2 separate regions of the Bos taurus genome follow, and region 1 is linked to region 2. Evidence: chromatin contacts called from public Hi-C data. All regions are on one chromosome and are shown on one strand. Each heading gives the region's core, a stretch centred on a gene start, on an enhancer-like site or on the middle of the called end of the contact. The rest is flanking DNA. Distances are from core to core; before and after follow the strand shown.

Evidence for each region. Hi-C and Micro-C count contacts between places; a contact is called where the count stands out from the background.
Region 1: a contact with region 2 is called in a Hi-C map of liver, with 4 times the contacts expected there. The contact joins two enhancer-like sites. A contact is called at or near these places in 3 of 11 Hi-C or Micro-C datasets (blood, liver and skeletal muscle).

The regions. Positions count from the first base shown.
Region 1 is chr11:29,742,530-29,746,850 of ARS-UCD2.0, forward strand. No RefSeq gene overlaps it. Among named protein-coding and RNA genes, the nearest start is that of EPCAM, 38 kb to the right of the region's middle. Within about 2 kb of position 1,567, at least 18 of the 102 cell types and tissues checked have an H3K27ac peak or open chromatin away from gene starts, as enhancers often do. A contact at or near this core is called in liver and skeletal muscle, where this site is marked.
Region 2 is chr11:29,447,028-29,450,794 of ARS-UCD2.0, forward strand. All of the region lies in intron 5 of TTC7A (tetratricopeptide repeat domain 7A), which reads left to right. Among named protein-coding and RNA genes, the nearest start is that of TTC7A, 44 kb to the left of the region's middle. Within about 2 kb of position 2,479, at least 12 of the 102 cell types and tissues checked have an H3K27ac peak or open chromatin away from gene starts, as enhancers often do. A contact at or near this core is called in liver and skeletal muscle, where this site is marked.

The DNA.
Region 1 (4,321 bases), core at 317-2,816, 290 kb after region 2:
CAATGCTCTGCGATGACCCATATGGAAAAGTAATCTAAAAAAGAATGGATATATGTACGTATATAACTGATTCATTTTTCTGTACAGCAGAAACTAACACATTATAAATTAACCATACTCCAATAAAAATTAATTAAAAAAAATAGAAGCCTTGTGGTTTTCAACCACCAGCTTCTGCAACAGGAAGAAGAAAGTACTATATGTCTTCCGGGCTTCAGCAGCCTCTGAAAACAATGCCATTTCTGTTTCAGACAATGATGCCCTGAAATAACCTGCCCATCCCTCCAGTTTTGCTCACACCTAGTCAATAATTAATCAGCCAACTGGCATTCTTGGAGACACCAGTGGAGACCTGGTGTTATTTAGGCCGAAAAAGATACTCTGAGGTTCATAGCCCTACTCCCGCCCTCAAGGAGTTTAGCATCCAGAGGGTGTTTGAATCACCTAGGAGCTGGGCACCATGGGCACAGGAGAAAAAACAGTACAGGAAATGCCTTCCCTAGCATCAGGTTGAGCAAAATACCACCCTGATGACATTTGCCTGTGTCTGCAAATGTTTGCCCAGGGAAGGCACCACGTGGAGCTTTCCTTATACACCTAAATTTGCCTTTGCAGGCTGTATTTTCCTTACACATTTCCCAGGACTGAGAAAGGGAAGGCAAGGGATATTTATCAGTTGCTAACCAGTCAGCCCTGTGCTGGCAGCTTCGCAGGTGTCATTTCATCTCCCCAACCACCTGGTGGGAAATCCATTTGTTCCTGCTTACCTCAGAGAGTTGGCGCCACTGAAGGGCTAGGGCTCAGGGGCTAAGGACACATGTTTGTGAGTGGGGCGCTTAAGGAAAGCTCCAGCTCAGGAATTTTGGGTGCTGGCAAAGCAATGAGACTTCTTCCTGGAAGGTACAGGGACCACAGAAGGATGATAGTGAGACGAGACATCTGATCAAATCTGCAGGAAAGCTTTCTGAGAGCCGTGTGAGGGCTGGTGGGGATGGAGGAGGAGGGATTGTAGAATGAGAACAGGAGAAGGGCTCTGGACGAGCAAATTCGTTGTCCGCACCCCCTCACTACCCTCAGCCCCCAAACTCACACACAGAGTAATGGTCTCTGGATTCAAATAAAGCGTTTCAATAACCCAGTTTAAAATTGTACACCCCAGTCAGTGGCCCCTATATTAATCTGGATAATCAGAATTGACTAAACTGAGTCAACTGAAAGAAAGAAGCTTGTGCTGTGGGCAACAGCCCTGGTAGGTGGCTGCTATGTGGACAGGCTTGATGAGATTTGGCATAATGGCTAAGGGAGTGAGGGGCAGGGGAGGGGCAGGAAGGCCCTGGGTTTTGGATTTAGTTAGGCTTTGAATTCTGACATTGAGAAAGTGATCCTGTTTATGCCTCAACTCTTCTGTAAGATAGATTTCATCATACCTGTTTCATGACTGTGGAGTTCGAGCATTCTTAGTGCCTACCACCTCAGTGGTGCCCAGAAAATACCAGCTGATGTCATCACTTGAACCTGGTTGCTCTACAGGGCCAGAGCAGGACAGCTTGGCTCTTCCCCATGGAGCAACAGTGCCTCTTGGTGGCTAAATGGGGAATGACAGGCCCTCCAGGTGCCAGGGCCCTGCTCCTACCCACCCAACACCCCACAGGTTAGAAGTCTCCTTAGTCCTACCCACTCAGAGCTGACAACTCAGGCCCATCCAGCACACACCTCTCACAAGAGCCCATGCTTCATGCTCACCAGCAAGTGACAGGCTCAGTTGTCCCCAGTATGAGAGGACCTCAAACCTAGTGGGAACCATGAGCTAGGAAGAAAACACAACTTTCAGTAGCCTGATAAGTTTTCTAGACATGACCTTGACCTCCAAGCCCTCCCACTCGACCCCCAAGAATTATGAGTTGAAAGCAAAATGCCAGTTGCACAGACAGGCAGCGCTCAAAGAAAACAAGGCAGGAAGGATTCCATTCAGCAAATGCATTGAAGGCTCCATCCAGACCCCTGGCTCCAGGGCTAAGCCGTAGCTACAATGGTCAGCACAAAGAAAAAGAAAAAAGCCCTGACCTCAGGTGCTGACTATTAAGTGGAGAAATTATATCATCGGATACATAATTACAGACTGTAACAAAGACATGAAGGAAAGGTTCAAGGTGCTGACCCCACCCAAGACAAGGTGAAGTGTGTTCCTGGCTGATCCCATGGGCCTCACAAGCACTCTGCTGGTTGATGCGCTACCCCTAGGCTCTGTGCATATAGCACGTATTTATATGTTCACTGCTGGAATTGCCTGGTGGTCCAGTGATTAAGAATCTGCCTGCCAATGCAGGAGACGTGGGTTTGATACCTGGTCCGGGAAGATTCCATATGCCGAGGGGGATCTAAGCACATGTGCCATTTGAGAAGCCCATGCACCCTAGAGCCTGTGCCCCGCAATAAGAGAAGCCACTACAGTGAGAAGCCCGAGCACAACTACAGAGTAGCCTCTGTTCGCTGCAAAGCCTGCACGCAGCAACAAAGACCCAGTGCAGCCAAAAAGAAATAGATGTTCACTGCTTTTGAAGGTGGGCCAGTGTGGCTCTGGGCTGTCCACCTGGTAGACAGGAGCCAGGGAAGTCATCAATGAATGAATAGGCTTAATAAGTGTTAGTTTTATAAAAAGGGCATTCCCAGAAACAGGAACAGCATGTTCAAAGGTTCTGAGGTGGAATCTCATAGAGAACTTTGGTGCCCAGAAATCGAGACTGGGGGTGGTAACACTAAAGCAGTAGGCAGGGGTCAGGCCACCAGGCACTGGAGCCATAATCAGTAGGGTGGCCTTGATCAGAAGAATAGTGGGAAACCCCATTTATCGCTCCTGCTTCTGCCATCCACCCACACACCCTGCCTACCCTGGAGACTAGAGGAGACAAGCCTTGTCTTGCTGCCTCCCTCTGCCCATCACTGCCCAGGGGACCTTCATCAGGTCTTTTCCAGAGCCCATCCCTTTTCTTCTCCTCCCAACAGCATCCTATCAAACTGCGTCTGAGATGTTTTTTCCCTTTCCTTTCTTCCTCTCTACTTTCCATAGTAGAATCCTGCTAAACTCAAAGCCATACTCTTGCTTTTAAGCTGCAAGGATTTCCTGCCAGCCCTGTGTGCCCAGCCCTGTGGTAAGGTGAGCCTGGGGATAGAAGAGAAAATACACTCCTTCCTTACCCTGAAAGGGCTTCTCATGTTGTCCTGAGGCCAGAGACTGCCTCTCAGCTAGTCACTTACATCTGAGCCCTATCCATGGAAACTGTACTTATCAATGCCCTCTTTCTCCTTCTGAACGTTCAGGTCCTCACACAGGAGTCAGTCTGCTGGGCAGTCAGTTCATCTGGTTAATGTCTTGAGATACACAGGCAAGGACCCCTGGACCTGGAGTCTAAAAACCTGGGTTTGCAGCCTGGACCTGCCATATTTTAACTGTACATCCTGAAACAAACTTCTTAACTTCTCTGGACTATGGTTTCTTCATCAATAAACTGAAGGTTTGCAAGACTTTCTCTGCCTTCTTTGCCTGCTTTATGAGGATCAAACAAGGCCTTGTAGTGGTCCCAGATGAGGGTCCTGAGACCTGTAGCATCCATGAGAACCTTTTCACCAGCCCACAGTGGGCTTCCCAGTTGGCGCTAATGGTGAAGAATCCGCTTGCCAATGCAGGGGACATAAGAGATGTGGGTTCGATCCCTGGGTTGGAAGATTCTCTAGAGGGAGGGCATGGCAACCCACTCCAGTATTCTTGCCTGGAGAATCCCATAAACAGAGGAGCCTGGTGAGCTACAGTCCATGGGGTCACAAAGAGTCGGACAAAACTGAAGCGACTTAGCACACACGCATAGGGAGATGAGAAAAATAAGGACAATGGAGGGAGGCTTTTACAAATGGAGATTTATTCAACTTAAAGTGTGGCCTTTATTCTGCAACTGTTTTCTTCTTTGCATTGAAATTACATTTACTTTACTATTTTGTGAAATGATGGTGGCGGGATTTTTTTTTAATGTTTTTACTTGCCAAAAGGTAACTACTCAATGTGCAGGGAATCTACTAGTCTATGAAACCCCAATCCTCCTGAGTAAAGGAACCAGAACGCTTCTGCAACCCCACAGTATTCCTGTCTTCCTTCACAAGCCTCACTGTCTGGACTGCTGGTCACAGCCTGGACTCTTGGCTTCTCATCTTGGCATCTTGGAATCAGACTTTAGGTTTAACCACTAGCTATGCCACTACCTACCTGTGTGTGTCACAGACACACATTGCACATGGTCTCTATACTATAACATGTGTAGCAATAGCAAAG
Region 2 (3,767 bases), core at 1,229-3,728:
TTTTTTTTTAAATCAATAAAGCAATATATGTTCTTTGTACCAAAACCAAACAATAGAGAAGGGAATGAGAAGGGAATGTGTGTTTTCTAAGGGAGTTGCAGGGCTTGGCAGGCTGTGAAGCCTTATGAAAACACCCTCCCTTTTACTGTGTGTGTGTGTAGGTACCTTAGAAAACCCAGCCTGCTATTAAGTATAACCCAGTGAAGGATGTGTCCAATCAGCAGTAATTTAGTATTCTCATCAGCCACCCAGTATCTGCAGTGCTGGGGGAGGGCAGGAGACGGATGGCTCAAGGGGGCATCCAGGGAGCAGAGTCACCCAAGGGCAAAACCCAGGAGAGCCTCCTGGTGGTCACGGAAGAGACCTCTTTAGGCAAAGGGAGAACTTGGAGGCCCATCAGAGAAGGCACATCCTTCCAGCCTCTCTCAATGCACAGTCTTTACTTATTGTCCTTACCACCACCCATCCCCGACCTCGCTAGAACAGTCCCCTTGCTTGGATGTCCTCAGGGCCCTGCACGAAGTGTCACAGTCTTTTTCTGGGGTTGAGAGTGAAGAGGAGAGCTTTAGTTTTTGAAAATGATGATGTGGTTCTGTGGCAGGAAGGAGTAGCTTGATAACCATTTGAACTTCACCTGACCCTGTCTTCTGGTTCAGTTCTCCAGCTGTTGAGACCTGGCTGTGCATTTCTGGGTCTTTGACCAGAAACATCTCATACACGATTAGCAGTGCCAGCCCTGAAACAGAGACTTCTGGCCGGGGCCATGCATACCAGAGCCTGTTTAGGTTCCATTCAGTGGTAATTCCATGTATTTTCTCATTCCCTGTTTCTCATTCTCTCCCTCAAGAAAATTTGTTGAGCACCCTACTGTATGCAAAATATTTTGCTAAGCTCTTGAATAAATCAGGAGCATGGCTAAATTTATAGACCATGAGCTCCTTACGTGCAAGCCCATAAATGAGCTATTCATTTATCATCAGTCTCTTAATTCATTCCCCCTGTACTAGTTGGATGCCTGTTGAGAACAGGTAGTTGGTGTTCAGTATCCAGTTCAGTTCTGTCACTCAGCTGTGTCCGACTCTTTGCAACCCCATGGACTGCAGCGCTCCAGGCTTCCCTGTCCATCACCAGCTCCCGGAGCTTGCTCAAACTCATGTCCATTGAGTCGGACAATATCCAGGTACTTGGTATGCCGTGAGCCCTTTGAAAAGACTTAGTCGAGGGAGTCCTGGAGGTCAGATAGCCAGGAAAGGGAAGTGTAACTGTGCCAAGTCAGAACACCGTTGTCTTTCTGGAGGGTCTGGTTAGCTAGAAGGGAGTGAAATCTGAATCCCTTGGTGCCTGCAGGGAGCCCACCTTTTCCATTGCGTGAGTGATGGCCTGAAAAGGCAGGCGTCTTCAGGGCTTTAATTTTCCCCTTGGAGAATGGATGGATTTATTCCACAATAATTTCTTGAGTGCCTCCTGTGTTCCAAGCATTGAGCTGGTACCCAGAAATATGAAGCTTCCCTCACCAACCTCATTAGAAGTTGCAAAGACTGAATGAGATAAAGTGCTTTCCAAAATCCTCCCCACTGCTTGCTGTTGACCAGGGGCCCTGGGGAGCTTGCCACCTCCTTGCATAGCCCACCTGCAGGCCACTCTAAGACAGGTTGTTTCCGTTGACCCATGACTGCACGCACATCTCTTTCTCTCTGCTCCTGACCAGCCAGGGTTTGCTTGAGTTGGAATCCATGGCCTCCTGGCTTGTCTGCATGCAGCCTGATTCTGGGCCAGGGTTTGTTGGAGGCTCCTGATTGGATATTGTTTAAAGTGGCAGCTTTGCTCAGAAAGGTCAATGTGAGAGATTGGAACAAAGAGATCTTTCAAACTGGCCTCTCACGGGGTTCAGAAAAGTCCCAGCTCTACCTGGCATCATCAGTTTAGACCTGCGACAGGATTATTCAGGCTGGTGGGAGAGACCCCAGCTTGTTTCCCATTTCCTGGAGGGGTGAGCTGAGGGAGAGGGGCATTCCTGACATTTCAGAACAGATCAGCATTGGCCAGGAGCCTGGGTCTCTCCCTGTCTAGCTCCGGCCACCGGAACCTTTGTCGGTTTTTCTCTTTATCTGCATTCAATAAAAATTGGAACTTACCCAAAAGATGCCTAAGGGTGATTACTTTGCTAAAAAATTCTTGGAAGCTTATTTAGATGCCCAGTTCCCTTACAGATTTGAAAACAATAAAAATATACAACTTTGGGAGCACAAGATCTTGTTAAAATACAGTGCTTATTCCTAAATTGTGTGTGTATTGGGAGAAACAGGATCCCTGGGAGTCTGCATTTCTCCCAAATCCCCAGGCAATGCCAGTACTGCTGACCTGGGAGTACTTTCTGAGTGTTGATGATATAGAAACTACAGGCAGAGAGAGGACAGTCCTTGCCTTGCAGTGGGAAGAAGGGATCATAGTCCTTGTTGGCTCTGGCCTCCTGGTAGCAGCCTTGGCCAGGCTGCCAGGGAGGAGGCTGGCAGGTAGCCCACAGAGTGGAAAATCACCCACAGGTCCGGGGCACTCCTGGCTTCTTCTGGGCCAAAGGGGCCCTGGGCAGCCCCAGGGTCCAGCCTTCCTCAGCCTGTGGCCCAGCTGCTCCAGCAGAGCTCTCCCGCAGCTGAGTTCCCAGAGCCAGCCGTTTCCTGTCTTCTGAGAATTCATGCGTCTTTTCTCACTCTTCTAATAGTGGTGGCCGTGTGGTTTTCCTCTCAGCTGCCCCTGCTGTCCACCTCTGGGTCCTTCTCCAAGGCAGAGTCCTCAGTGGGCTTGAAGGGCTTCTGCTGCAGACTCTTGCTTTCGGGCTTGGGGCTCCCAGCCTGTCCCTGGGTGTGGTCTGCCTATCAGGGAGTCCTGTTCTTGTGTCCCCTGTGGGCGGGGCTGATGGAAGGAGAAAGATGGACACAAAACTGGAGCAGCCCCTTGGGTACTTCCTCCCCCTCTACTCATTAGCTTCTGAACTTCCGTGCAAAATAATGTGGCAAATTAAAACATAAGTAATGTGACCTTTAGGACCCAGATTAGAAAGGAAAATAGGGAAGATAGCTAATACTCAGTAAGTCTATACCACATGCCTGCTGTCCTCAGGGCTTCACATATATTCGTCTTCCTGACAGCACTGGGAGCAAATGAGGAATCCTCCTGCAGACAGGGAGACTAGAAGTCAGATTGGCTACCTCACTTTCCTAAGATTGCAGATTTAGGATCTGGCTGCAAAGCCAGGGTTTCCATGTCAGGTTGTTCCTCCTGGAACCTGATTGCTTAGCATAGGAGAACTGGAAGGCATTGAGGAATCGACTAAATCAGTGGTTCCCAAACTTGAATGTCATTGGGACCCTCTTGGAGTTTGATAGAACATGGATTGCTGGACTCCACAGCAGAATTTCTGACCCAGCAGATCTGGAGTAGGGATCCTCAGAATTTGCATTTCTAACAAGTTCCCCTGATGCTAATGCCGCTGGTCCCACCTTAATACCTCTAGTGGCACACAAATGGCTGTAAGTGATACACGGACTAAGGTTTTTAAAGTACTTCTGAAAAAAAAAAGTACTTCTGTATGTAATATTTGTTAGCAAAAAAGAAATGCGAAACCTGAAGCCAAACAACTTGTACACCAAATCCATGATTTCAGGTATGTTTGATGAAGGTGGGATGTCTACTGAAGTAAAAAGAAAGAAGATATTAAGAAAAGTATTGCACAAAGCAGTAACACTAATGGTGTACAGCTAGTAGCCAAA